Linked DNA regions of Gadus morhua: region 2 is linked to region 1. The links are chromatin contacts, called in public Hi-C maps. All regions are on one chromosome and are shown on one strand. Each heading gives the region's core, a stretch centred on a gene start, on an enhancer-like site or on the middle of the called end of the contact. The rest is flanking DNA. Distances are from core to core; before and after follow the strand shown.

Region 1 (7,247 bases), core at 1,559-4,058:
CCACAGAGTGCTTGCTGATCTGGCTCAGGGCGGACAGCACATGCCTCTGGGGGAGGGAGGGAGGGAGGGAGGGAGGGAAGGACGGAGAGAAGGACGGACGGAGGGAGGGAGGGAGGGAGGGAGGGAGGGAGGGAGAGAGGGAGGGAGGGAGGATAGAATACAGTTGGTTACAGTAGTCTAACGTCTATCAATAAAGGCTAAGGCTGGTAAAAACACACCACTCACGTTTACCTCAGGCTTATAAAGACACACGGGGGGGTCTCGCCGACCTCACCTTGAGCTTGGCGTCCGGGTTGAGGATCATCTGGGCCAGGTGGGCGATGGCGCCGTTGTCCACCACGCTGTGAGCCAGCTCCGTGGTGTGCTTGGCGATGTCGCTGAGGGCCGAGGCCGAGATGCGCTTGAGGGCCATCTCGGGCTCCTGGAGGCAGAGCACCAGCAGGGGGACGGCCCCGGCCTCCACCACGCACTGGGACAGCTCTGGGTGGTTAAGGTGGAACCGAAAGAGAGGATTTGATTGTATTAGCCTGGCTCGGTCGGTCGTGATACCATCTGATGCATTTACATTTAGGGCATTGAGCAGACGCTTTTATCCCAAGCGACTTAAGGTTTAGTTATTGACGCAAAGCAAGGGGGTTTACAGACCCATTACGTCCTTGCGGACCCTCGTCGCGTCCGCCGGAAGGGCTGTGATTGGTCCACTGACGTAACGAGAGTGATTGGTCCCGTGGTAAACCCGACGCAGAACCAAAACAAGGTCACGACTGCATTGAAGCGACCGCGTGGCCACTGCGTTGTTGCGTCAACGTCCCGCCATAACTTACGTTCGTTGTGCCGGGCGACGTACCCCAGGGCCCAGGCCGCCGCCTCCTTCACCCCGGGGTCGAACTCCTCCAGGGAGAGCACCAGGGCGTCCACCCCGCCACAGGCCACCACGGCCAGGGCCAGCCCGGGGGAGTGCTTGGCCACGGCCCGGAGCACGAAGGCTGCTGCCTTCTTGTAAAACCGCTGCAGGGTTCAACGTTGGAGAAGACCTTTTTATCTTTTTTTTTTTTTTTTTTAACACATATCACCGTGGCCGGTGATAAGTGTTGCCGCCGCGTGAGACAAAAAACGTTGATTTGATTGAACAGTCACACCGTTCAAAATTAAATGTACTGTTAAGGGCTTGGGTGGCTGGGAGACATTCATAACAAACTGACGCCTGTAAGAGGGACGAGAGAGAGAGAGAGAGAGAGAGAGAGAGAGAGAGAGAGAGAGAGAGAGAGAGAGAGAGAGAGAGAGAGAGAGAGAGAGAGAGAGAGAGAGAGAGAGAGAGAGAGAGAGAGAGAGAGAGAGAGAGAGAGAGAGAGAGGGCGAAATACAGAGAGAGGGCGAAATAGAGAGAGAGAGAGAGGGAGGGAGGGAGGGAGGGAGAGAGAGAGAGGGGGGGGGTGAGGGAGACAAGTAGGAAGAGAGAGAGAGAGACACAAGTAGGAAGAGAGAGAGAGACACAAGTAGGAAGAGAGAGAGAGAGACACAAGTAGGAAGAGAGAGAGAGAGACACAAGTAGAGAGAGAGAGAGAGAGAGAGAGAGAGAGAGAGAGAGAGAGAGAGAGAGAGAGAGAGAGAGAGAGAGAGAGAGAGAGAGAGAGAGAGACACACACAAGTAGGAAGAGAGAGAGGTAGAGTGGAGGAAGAAAAGCCTGCTTGCACTCATTGTAAAGTGCTCTTCGATTCTAAAGCAGCCGCAAGGCGGAATGCCAAGTTGGTCTGACACACACCCTCCTTATTCAGGAGACTGACCCTAGCAGAGGCCCCCCTCAGAGTAGGAACCTCTCTCTCTCTCTCTCTCTCTCTCTCTCTCTCTCTCTCTCTCTCTCTCTCTCTCTCTCTCTCTCTCTCTCTCTCTCTCTCTCTCTCTCTCTCTCTCTCTCTCTCTCTCTCTCTCTCTCTCTCTCTCTCTGCTACTAAATGGCAAATGAACCCTAAAATATATTGAATATAAAATATTATATTTTTAATATTTTTCAAATCCACTCACATTCTGAGAGGCCAGGGAGTGAACCAGCTGAGGGAGGATGTCTCCCTGCACCACGGCCTCGGCCAGGTCGTCGCTGTGATTGGCCAAGCGGCCCAATGCCAGCGCCGCCGTCTGCTGGACGTTGGGAACCGAGTCCAACAGAAGTGGCCGCAGCAAGGTCATCACACCTGGGTTGGTAGGTTGAAGGTGAGGTGACATCGACATGGTCAACATAACAACAAACAACCAACAACAAACAAACAACGTTAGCAGAAGTGCAAGCGACAGAGAGCAACGTGTGTGTTACTATTGCAGGTTGTGCAGGCGTCCATTCATCGTGGTTCAACAGTACCTGCGTTTTGAAGGGTTTCTATATTCTGCGGTCGAGTGGCGAGGTCAGCCACAGTCTGCACGAACTGCAGCCTCGACTGCTGGTAGTGCTCGAAAACTGCAGTCAAAGCGGAAGCATAACTTCGACTTTTTTTCTTTTTTGTCAATCAAAACATTTCTCCCGGGGGGGGAATCGCTTTCGATCCGGAAATGCTGGTGGGGGGGCTTACCTTGTAAAACCTGCCGCTGAGTCATGGTGGCGGAACGGACCGAAACAGTGAATATACTAAGAAGAGGATGTGTATATAATAAAAAAGGCGAGGTAATTTCTTGCTTTAGTTGACTCAGAAACACATTTTCAATGCCCGAGTAAAACGTCCTCGCTTCCCCCCTGCGCGGTCTCAAGTTTTGGGACTGTTAGTGTTGCCTTGGCAACCACGAAACAGGCGGTCGCTGGAGCCCGGAGCTGTGCTTTTGTTTACGTGTGTTGTAGCCGCGTATTAGGTTTCCAGGGACAATTAGTCGACCAATCAGCGACGACAGTATGCCTAGTATATAGGCTATTCATTCTGTGAATTTGTTTTGTGTCTGCCCGGAACATTAATAAAATAATACTAATAAACAGTGATTATAAACAGAGTTTTATATTCGTTTTAAATGTATGTGTCTTATTTCACTGGACTATGATATATACAGTATTTAGATTAAATGACAAACGCGGGAGATAAATATTGCTATGCTTCTAGTAGGCTCAGGCTTGAAAGAGTCGTCCCTCCATCCCAACACACACAGACACACACTTATTTGAATTTGAAAAATATTTAAAAAGAAATATTAATGATTGTATAAATAGTTTTATAAGATTATTATCCCTTTATTTTTGATAGAATGATTAGATAGATACTTTCTGAATGCCTTGGATCTATAGTACTCCCTCAATGGAAAACCAATATTATCATACGATTATATTTTACCTCAAACGTGGAAAATGTATTTTCCACGTTTACACATATACACAGTTGGTGGAGTAAAACAACTGCCTCCCTTTCTGTCTCATTGTCCTTTACTCGCAGGCTCAAGAAGGATGGAGAAGAGAACCTAATTTGTCCTCAAGGTTTAAGGTCCTTTGGGAAAAACGAACCCTTTTATCAGGATAGAAAAATACAGATTTTATTAATGAATTAACCACATTTTGAAACTTGCTCTTCTTTTTTACTTCCCTTTGCTGGCGTTTTTGCATTATAATGCCTGTTTATCCAGATGGCTTCCTTTAGGGTTCGGGCCTAGTGGATCCTGAAATGGGATGTGGGGGGAATAGTGAGGCATCATCCCTCACCCATCACCGCAGAGTTGGCCCTCTCGGCCACTTTTCTCTCTGTGTGTCTGTTTCACCAGGTTCTGCACGGGCTTGCACCCCTAAAGTCCAAGGATGCCCACCAGAGACTGGTGTAGGGGGTCCCTGAAGCTGCCGGTGACCTGAGAGATACCGAGGTCCATCTGATTGGTCGATGCCTGGTAAAATAGGACCAATGAAAAATGTGTGAAGACATCTGCTTACAATTAAAATGGTGGAAATAGATTAAAACCTACGAAACAATTATGTTTGTTTTTTTATAAAGTTAAGGTTAAATGAATGTCTTAACAATAACCTAAATAAAAAAGCTGTAATTTTTTTTTTGTAGAGGTGTGTGTAGATATGTAAACATTCAAGATAAAGGTATAGACAATTTAGAAACCAGATGCTTCTCTCTCTCTCTCTCTCTCTCTCTCTCTCTCTCTCTCTCTCTCTCTCTCTCTCTCTCTCTCTCTCTCTCTCTCTCTCTCTCTCTCTCTCTCCCTGTCAAACTGTCGTACAACCACATTTTCTCCGTCTCTTTTACTTCCTCTTTCATTATCCGCATGGTTAAAAACCATGGTCATGACGGACACATGTAATCGGTGACCTCTTGAGTCATACAAATATTAAACTATAGGCCTAGCCTACAAATAAACAGTAGGCCCAGACGTTTTCGTTTGCCCAGCTCAAAAAAGGTCGACTTTTGACACGATTGGGATTGCATTTGATGTCGTTTTATGATGTTGAAAGTGGGAGAGCACAGCATGGTTCTCATTTTAAGTGTAGGGTGATGTGTATGGTGACACTAGCTTTACATGGAATGCAAAGCTACGGCTAGGGTTCATGAGCATTTCTATTACGGTTCTATCCAGGGGGATTTCTCATTTCTACTTTTGGCATTGCCGGTTTATCGCCACTGCATACAATCTTTAAAACGAGGTCACACATAGGCCTATGTAAAATATATATATTATATGTGACATATAAATATATATATATTTAATATACAATTTGCTTAACATATATATATAAGCCGATCCAACAAATATAAAAGACAACACCAGTCTCTCCTTAATTTTTTAACTTATTTAGAGAAAAAAATATATAAGCCTGAAACTTGACCTCATGCACTTGACCCAAGTAGATCCCCTCTTTAGGCTACGGCGGTGTTGAATGTAGGCTATAAATACAAACGTTTGTAAAACTCGACAGACAACGACCGTAGTGCATTGAACTCGCGATATGTAGGCCTAATTACCTCGACATGGTTTACGACTTCGTCCTCAAGTCAAAGCTTTTGGACCAAACAGGTTGAGTCTATAAACATCCAATGTATTTACCTCAAACCGTATCAGAACATCCACGGTGTGTTCGTTTACCGGCCTTGATGTGAGCCCTGCTGCGGGCCCTTGACCTCTGTGAGCCTGCAGAGTGCCTCCGCAGACTGCACCTGTCCCCTTTAATCAGGGCGCTTGTCCCTCTTTAACGTCCCTTCTCACCCCTCTCCCGTTACAGAACGCGTCGCTGTCTCTTTAAAAAAAAGATCAAATTGAAAATAACATTGGACACTTTCCTTTTTTTAACAGTAGTTTTGCCTACTACAAGGAGTTGAACGACGTGTTTATTGTGCTTTTGACCTATACGGCTGTGACATTTTTATCTACACCATCGTATTTTTTTATTGTATAACTAAGAGGTTACATAGATGTTTCGTTGTACAAATCGTATTATTTAAATACCCTGATCATTTGTACGGTGTCCAGATCATAGCCTACCGTATGGCCTCATCTCGAGCTTTCTTTATCTGGACTTTGTAGGCCATTTATTTTGGCTTGACCCTAATAACCTCCCGTAGGCCTAGTTAACACTCTAGCTTTTAGCTGAAATAGTCCTACGCCTTTAATCCACGATGACAACTCCTTAGGAAAACCCACTCCTAAAGTTGCGTTGCAGCTTCATAGACGCAATATATTTGTGTGTGTGTGTGTGTGTGTGTGTGTGTGTGTGTGTGTGTGTGTGTGTGTGTGTGTGTGTGTGTGTGTGTGTGTGTGTGTGTGTGTGTGTGTGTGTGTGTGTGTGTGTGTGTGTGTGTGTCGTTGTCTGTTTGTCTGTCTGTCACTGTGTTTGTGTCAATACTACCCGTATTAGGCAGTCAGGCAATATTATCTTACCAATGTTTTGAAAGGGCTAAATCACACGATGCACTGGATAAAACTGGATGAATAAGAGGTACCTGAAAAAAACGACGGAACGAAAGCCCGGATCCAAAACATTTAAAAGAATCCTAAAAAATGCTCCGATCAACCTATAACATGCAAACTAAATGCGAATGAAATAAACAGCTTCGGTAGGACCCATCGGCACGCTGGGTCGACTCCGGGAAGGCTGTGGATCAGGTAGGGTTAATCATGTGACGTGTGGAATCCGTCTTCATCGCAGCCATCTCAAGCGTCTCTCCTGGAAGCGAGAGGAATTCGCGGTGGAGCAGACTGGTTGTAACTGTGCCGTTCCACCTTAAATAATCCCTCCGCTTCCCCCAACCTCCCCTTTAAGAGCTCGGCGCAGGCCCGCGCACGGCCAGAGGGGGGCGTTAGGAGACCAGGGCATCTCTGCAGACAGCGCGAAACAGAGGAGAGCTGCAGTGTGAATATCGAACACGTTTTCCCTGTCCATTTTTTTTTGGGATATAGAATGAACACACGTTTTTTTGTCTTTGAGTAAAAGCCTTATTTTTATTCCAATGTTAAATTCACGCACAGACAATAACTTGTAAGCCTCCCATGTAAAGAAATATCGAGTAGAGACGCAGACCGTCGGATCAGCATGCACTGTTAATGCAAAGCGCTGATCTAATTCGTTAAGCGTTGCAGTCGTTTTGAATAATTACGCATGTCAATAAAATCAACGCAAACTTAACTCAACGAAATATCTCTAAATCCACGCGTCGTCGATGCGATGCGCCTTTCTTTTGAGCGATTCGCCAACCGTAATGGCGAGCAGGGAAAGATCCCAAAATGGTTTATCGGTGTCTAATTGTATAATTTACTTTGAGCTTTATTTAGAGAATTGATCTTGATAAAATATTCCAACTCGTTTGAGGATCCATAGTCTGATGTACAATACTGTCTTTTCAGAGGTTGTTGTTACATTATAACCTAGCTAGCCAACACAACTTTCGTATTAACTCACTTAGACACTTGAATTGAATATTAGCAACATTATATATTCCTGAACTAGAAATCATCAAATAACATGTTCATGACCTTTTTCGTCTTTCCCTTTAAAACATTAATACAAACAATTAGACAATAGATTAGGCCTACTAATAATCTGCACGCTTTTGGTTCCATGCAATCTGACTATCACGTCCTCTGCAGGGCCTATGAATGGTTGGTGTTCATTTTCTGGTTTGATCTTTGATCAAATGCGAAATATAATAGGCCCTATGCCTTATAATAAATCCGAGTAACCAATCGTAGAAGACATTTAGCTGAATAACATCTTGTATCTAGCAAACCGTCTATTTTTATAGCAGTTTAAATGGAAGCGTGTTCCATTTGAAAGCCTGGAATGGTATGT
Region 2 (7,247 bases), core at 3,007-5,506, 130 kb after region 1:
GTTATATTGAATACTTGATAAATGTGATGTTATCATCTCTAACTTGCTGGTACATTGTGCTTCTATGTGATCATAGTAAACATATGATCCGTCATTTACCTAGATTTCTTAATGCATAGTTCACAAATAGTAGTTCACAAAAGAATATAGTGGAAGCGTAGCCATGCTCAGCCTAAACATGTAAGGGTAACATCACCTGCTATCAGGGGTCGCCCCAATATCTTATATATAAGGGGGACTCAAACGGCCCAACCACAGGGAGCAGCATAAACCCTCAACATGATTCAATAGGGTAAGCAAAGGGAAAGACCCTTGATCAATCAATGGATCCCTTACTTATAACCGGTAGATGAAGATCTCTGTCCATCTTGAGCCATAGAGGAGGAGAGAGTGTTTAAAAGGGAGGCATTTATTTGATCATACTATCTGTGTAAAGGTGTAAATGTGGAACCAGGTAATACATTTTCCAAAATGAATAAATAAAGCAAAGTAAAAGTAACATTGTAAGTAAACTTTTTTTCATCTAAATAAAATTGTGTTAAAATAAAAAGATAATAATAGTGCAAAACAAATATTTTAAATGTTATAAAGATTTCATTTTTTATCAAATATTCTTAATTTCAATAAAACTGAAACAGCTAGGCCTATTAATAGTAAATAATATAATATTAAAAGTTATTCTTCAAATTGTAGATTATATTCAAGGTTTCCCTTACCTCCACAAGTAAACCATTGAAGACCTTTTTCAAAAAGTAGGTAGATGTCACATGGGGTCAGAGGTCAAAATGGGGCGGGGGCGCCTTTTGACAGACGTGCAAATAGGGGCTGTTTCCCAATGTCAAGGAAGCATGCTCAACGGCCGCCCTTTTAAGGACGCTACGTCATACAACGCCGACAAGCACTGTTCCAATGTTGGGGACACTCGAAAGCCGCATTTTTGCGGCCTTTGTTTTTGAGAATTCCGAGATTTTTCAAGGATGCATCGCTGCATCCTAGACGAGCCAAAACGACCCACAATCCTCTGCGTTCACTGGGCGGGTTCTTGAAAATGGCAGAGCAGTAGGCCTACACGTTCAAACGAAGTGAAGTTATATTAGTTTTCAGAAATATTTTGTGCCGTATTGCTTTTTATAGATTCATCATGTTCATGCAAATAATCAAGCCTAAATACCTGTGCCACTTTTCAAACGTTTTTGCAACTTAATGATACGTTGCTATATTTTGCATGGACGTAGCTGGTGTTAAATACCACTGTCAATTTACTCGCTCACAAGACTACATTATTTAAGTATACCTATTTATGTTTGTGTTGAATCGTTTTTTTTAGGGTCAGCCCAGCAAACGGAGGCTTTTGTGCGCCTTAGGGTGGCGCACAAACATTTGTTTACCGGTGGAAGGGATAGTGCCACTATTCAATGTTGTAAAATTAATGCACAACCGATCATTTGCAATGTTTGTAATTTTGAATGAACGTATATATTTGCATTTTATATGATATACTTATGTGTTCAAAGCACAGATTGTAGGCATATGAATGAATGAATCAGATCAGTTAAATAATATATCCATATAAATACATGTTTATCATCTCTTTCTTTGTCTTTTTCCCCCTGCATAATAGTAATCAACCGTACTGTAAATGTGATGCATGAATTAAGTTCTCAGACAATTTCACTTAGTTTTATAAAAATTGAATGGATTTTCCTTTTGATAAAGACGATTCGATCAACCGCAACAAAGCTTTTGTGACTTCCCCAAAAGAGGCTCCATGCGAAGGAGACATGACCGCATTCATAACAGAAAAAAGTCAAATAAATATTGATCAGCTTGATTGCTGCCATGTTTTATTCATAAGCGCACATGTTTACAAGCGGACACGCAGTATTAAAAAGCGGAAACGGAAGCGCTTCCACACTACCAAGTCGTTCCAAAGTCTGAACGTTACAAACGCTAGGAAGCACTCGAGCTAGCACTCTAGTCTCATCTCCATAGGACGCGACTAGCAAGGACGCGTCCTAGCAAGGCTGCGTCCTAGCAAGGCTGCAGCCTTCACGTTGGGAAAAAGCCAGGGCGTGAGCATACAGCTCAGCGTGTCAGAACACCACCTGCCGACGTGTTCTTGTCAATATCATTAAGGAGATTGCCAAAGTGAAGCATACATTTTAGGCCTACTGGTGGTTATTAAACTGCCTTATCGCGACATGTTTAAACACTGACAAGCCAAAAAAACTAACTTGAATTTGTCACAATCAAACAGGATAATAAAAGAAAAATAACTTGTGTGTGACTGAGAGAAAGGTTGATATACGTTTAGAATTACTTTCTAGAAAGAAGGCCAGCCAACTTCAAACTGAAAACAAAAAAGAACAAAGAACACTAGGGTAATTCAACTGAAAACAGCTGAAGGGGATTACTTGGGTCGGATAGTAATTAGTGGTGCGTTAGCCAATGGTGACATCTAGCGGCGTGATAGGAGGTAGGCGGCAGGAACTGAACTCTGTTTTTGTAGAAGCTTGCACTTTATTACTTATTTAGTGGTAAGTCTTTTTGTAACGAAGTGATATTGATACTGTATGTGTTTTTTTGGTAAATGTGTGTGTGTGTGTTTGTGTTCATCCATCTGAAATATGAATAATAACTGCAGAGGAATTATAAGAGGCAATCCCCAGTATGGGATAGATTGGACAGGGATAACATTGTCCCTGTCCATAAGTGGCGAGAACTTCTTTAATTGGTTGTAAAGACAAGGTGCCTTCACCAAAAGCAATCAGTTTGAACAAAGATTATTTTAGTCAATGATCCATGTCATAAGACTTCATAGATGAGGTATCAATCATCAAAGCATATTTAATTGTCAATGTCCGATTGTTTTATTTGTACAAAATCATTACCAAAAAAAAAAAGTGATGAAATACTTTTGCTTGTTGTGAAGGAAAGACATTGACCGTCCACAGAATATTTCCCAGCGGAACCTGTGGTGACCCAGGGGGTTGCCTATGGCCACTGCCAGCAGGTGAACAGGGCCAAGGGCCAATGCTGGGCCTTACACAAAAGAAAGAAGTAATGAATGATAAAAAAAAAAAATCCTTAAATTGGAAAGCGCTTAATATTTTGTTCTGCCTCTTCCCCGCTCATGCTGCATGCCATTACATTGGAAAGTTAGCAGTGATATTTCAAGCAAGAACATACACAGGTGCAAAATTGTGAATTTGTGTGAGTCTTTGTGTGAGATAGTTGCATGTGTGTTTGTTTGTGTATGTGTGTTTGTGTGTGTGTGTGTGTGTGTGTGTGTGTGTGTGTGTGTGTGTGTGTGTGTGTGTGTGTGTGTGTGTGTGTGTGTGACAGAGGGAGCGAGAGAGAGAAAGGGAGAGAGAGAGCTTGCCAAATATACTTAACATATCCCAAAGCCCAAACTGCAAGGGCAAGCTCACCTTTCAATGTCAAGCAAACACACAACGCAGCAACATGAAGCCCATACTCCGAGCACTCAGTTTCTCTGGTTCAGTCAATGTATCAGTGAGTTAACCAGCTCGGTGCCACACGCCACCAAGGGGGCCGTGTGTGTGTGTGTGTGTGTGTGTGTGTGTGTGTGTGTGTGTGTGTGTGTGTGTGTGTGTGTGTGTGTGTCAAGACGTAGTATAAAACGGAGTATAAAAAAACAACAACATATTTGCACTTCAGAAAACAGATCTAGTGCATATCCTGTTCCATGTTTGTTTAAAAGAACCAACACCCACCTCCTTCACGCTCGTCTCTCTCTCTCTCTCTCTCTCTCTCTCTCTCTCTCTCTCTCTCTCTCTCTCTCTCTCTCTCTCTCTCTCTCTCTCTCTCTCTCTCTCTCTCTCTCTCTCTCTCACATTGAAAAAACACATTCAAATGAAAGTCACATGCATCCTTTACCCACTGAGTGCCAATCTGAGTAGTAATACTAGTGAAGAGGATGACGTGAAACTATCTAAACGACAGGATGTTAATGTGAAACTAATATGACGCAAGATTGAGATCTTGAGGTGAAAAACCTCATTGCATTGAAATAAACCACAAGAAGATAATCTGTTTAGAGAACAACCATGCATCATTGTACATGTGCGTTAACCCTTTAAATTCGCACAAATCTGAGTAACACCAAAGTTGAAAACACAAAAAAACTGAGATATGTAGAAAATTCCCCCATGCAGCAGGAAACAATAAATGGTGGATCACCCAATCACATCCCCAAACGTATACGAGCATGGACTTGAGTGGCGAAACCCGATTGGATGACAGTAGACGAAGAGGACCAATCAGAACGTGGCAAGTCAGAGAAGTTCAGGAGGCGGTGTCTGGCGTGCGAGTTTGTATGAATTGACAAACCCGGGGCATACACCATCAAACGTTTGGATTGAACTAGATCCGTCCACTTTGGTGACGCTTACTTGATGACATTCATCAGTTGTATTATCTAGGTGAGCCTGACTAGCAGCAGAAGCAGCCTGTGCTTCATTAAGCAGACTATAAAGAACCCCCCAGCCCCCCGCAACGTTGTGACAATGAGGAAGATTGCACTGCTTCTGATTATGTTGCTCGGGATCGCCCACTTTGCTACGGTCGTCAGGTGTGAAGATGGTAAGTGTTGGCTAGTTTTTGCGATTCTAAATAAAATAAAAGACCCAATCGCTGATTCATGCCTTGGTATACGTTGCCTGTTCAGGTTAGCATGGTGGAGCTTCCACTAGCATCGCTAAGATTGCAGTGGCTTTGGTTGTGGCGGCATGCTTCATGTCTAACTAATGCTATTGCAAATATGAGGACAACGCAAGTCCCCTCCTTTTTGTGTGTTGCTTCTTTAAATTATGAACTTGGTAGTGGGGTTGCTGAGTTGATGTCCTTGTTGAAGATGATACCGGAGCGATAGACGAGGCCAGCGACGACGAAGGAGCGGACAGTGACAGTGATGAGGAGGAAGAGGATGAAGATACTGGGACTGAAGTGAAGGAGGAGGATGGGGTGCTGGTGCTCACTGACGGCAACTTCGACACCTTCATCGAAGGGAAGGACACCGTGCTGTTGGAGTTTTACGCGCCATGGTAAATCATTACATAGTGTATTGTCTTTCCATCTTCAAATTATAAACATTGAGTTGGATGATTTGCATCAGAGTCCACAATGCGCTAACTAGTTTCGTCAAAGTACAACTTTATCTAATGGGTCTGTCTGGGTCGTTTTCCCCCTAATCAGGTGTGGACATTGCAAGTCGTTTACCCCCACGTATGTGAAAATAGCCAAAGCCCTGAAGGAGAGCGATCCCCCGATCCCCGTGGCCAAGGTGGACGCCACCAAGGCCACTGAGGTGGCGGGACGCTTCGAAGTGTCCGGGTATCCTACCTTCAAGATCCTGAAAAACGGGAAACCCGTGGACTACGATGGCGCCAGGTCAGAAGAGGGTAAGAAATATGGCGACCGAACACATTGTGCCAATTTGCATATGGAGATGTGACGGAAATGGCTCCACCTTTTTTGACTCCTGATTGACTGTTTTGGTTGCAGCCTTTGTGGCCAAAGTCCTGGAGGTAGCTCAGCCCGACTGGGCGCCCCCACCCGAGGCCGTCGTGGTGTTGACCAAGGACAACTTTGATGAGACGGTGAACAACGCTGACATCATCCTGGTGGAGTTCTACGCTCCATGGTCAGTCCACACAGATGACAAATGAACCAATTAGAGAAGGGGAAATTATGTAAAGAAGCAGTGAAGCAAGCAAGTTGGTAGTTGGAGAGATGTTTACTGTTTTCCGTGGCTGCATTTGGCTTGAGGTGGCTGGTCAAAATAATATGAATTTAAAATATGCTTAATATCTTACTAGAATCAACATCAACCGCAGGCAGATGGAGCTCCTCAAAGCCAAACACACCGTGGCATATATATTGATGTCCCAGAAGCTTAACCCTCTCTGACGGGGACATCAAAATCAAGGATGCAATAAGAGGACTGTGTGTTGAGAAACATCAATGGGCCTTTATCTCCGCCATGTCATACACTATGCAGTGTCCATGGTTGCAATGACAAAGATACGCGATTGTGATTGGTGAAACGGATTTATTAAAGAATAGATTGACGACTAAAGCCCACAGAATAATAAAACTGTTGCGGATATACGGAATGTTCACTGGCAAATTAGAAATGGATCCCAATCAAGTTCAATGTATAAGGACCTCCGGACTAAGTGCCTTAATACAATTCATACATGTAAGAACCTCATCTCTTGACCCTTGGCTAGTAGTTGGGAAGGTTGATGGAGGGTGGGGGGGGGAATGAAATTGGTTGCAATCTTCCACCGCAACACTATTGATACCAAACTTTCCAACCTGGACCCTTAACACAAACGGTGACGATGCTGAAATGCACCACCAGAAGCCCTATCAACGGTACACAATGATGCGTGCGTCGGATTTGCCACACTTAGAACTGTACTGTAACCGTTGTGACCCCCCCCCCCCCCCACCGCAGGTGCGGACACTGCAAGTCCCTGGCCCCCGAGTACGAGAAGGCGGCGCAGGAGCTGAGCAAGCGCATGCCCCCCATCCCGCTGGCCAAGGTGGACGCCACGGTGGAGAACGAGCTGGCCCAGCGCTTCGGCGTCACGGGCTACCCCGACCTCAAGATCTTCAGGAGGGGCAAGGCCTACGACTACACTGGACCCCGGGAGAAGTTCGGTACGCTGACCCCTTTTTTAAACCCGTCGTTCGGAAACTTCACAGGCCATCAGAAAGGATTCAGTGTTTTGCATTTTGTTTAGCGAAGAACGAAAACCTCAGCCTAAAAACCACACCATCATGTGTTGATAAGATGAAATAAAATAAAGGCAAGTCTACCTTGAATTAGATGCATATGAGAGAACCAATAATTATAGAGATGTCACTACATTGCACATATTCATACTGTATATCCCATTGCATGTATCCAGACATGCACGAACAGTCAGACACAAACGCGCTGACAAAATGCGTACCGTATAACGTACATGGTAAACACTTGCCCTGGAAGGAAACTGTTTTTCGTTGGACATTTTCTTATTGAATTCTGCCCTTCCCGTGTTGACTGTGTTCGTGGCCATTCGTCGTCGATGTTCTTTATGCTTCATTCGTTGTCCCTCCCCTCATCCAGGTATCGTGGAGCACATGAGCGAGCAGTCGGGCCCGCCCTCCAAGCCGGTCCAGGCCGCCAAGCAGGTGCAGGAGCTGGTGAAGGACGGCGACGACGCCGTCATCGT

The links. Hi-C and Micro-C count contacts between places; a contact is called where the count stands out from the background.
Region 2: a Hi-C map of spleen shows a contact between it and region 1, with 7 times the contacts expected there. The contact joins the promoter of pdia4 here to the promoter of spag6 in region 1. A contact is called at or near these places in 2 of 6 Hi-C or Micro-C datasets (heart and spleen).

Annotation. Positions count from the first base shown.
Region 1 is chr23:16,648,013-16,655,259 of gadMor3.0, forward strand. It overlaps spag6 (sperm associated antigen 6), which reads right to left and starts at 2,809. Exons shown (of 11, transcript XM_030349611.1): 1 at 2,563-2,809; 2 at 2,355-2,450; 3 at 2,024-2,190; 4 at 825-1,008; 5 at 275-480; 6 at 1-46. The coding sequence starts at 2,587.
Region 2 is chr23:16,778,629-16,785,875 of gadMor3.0, forward strand. pdia4 (protein disulfide isomerase family A, member 4) reads left to right here and starts at 4,257. Exons shown (of 10, transcript XM_030348451.1): 1 at 4,257-4,605; 2 at 4,877-5,066; 3 at 5,218-5,423; 4 at 5,527-5,665; 5 at 6,485-6,690; 6 at 7,142-7,247. The coding sequence starts at 4,530.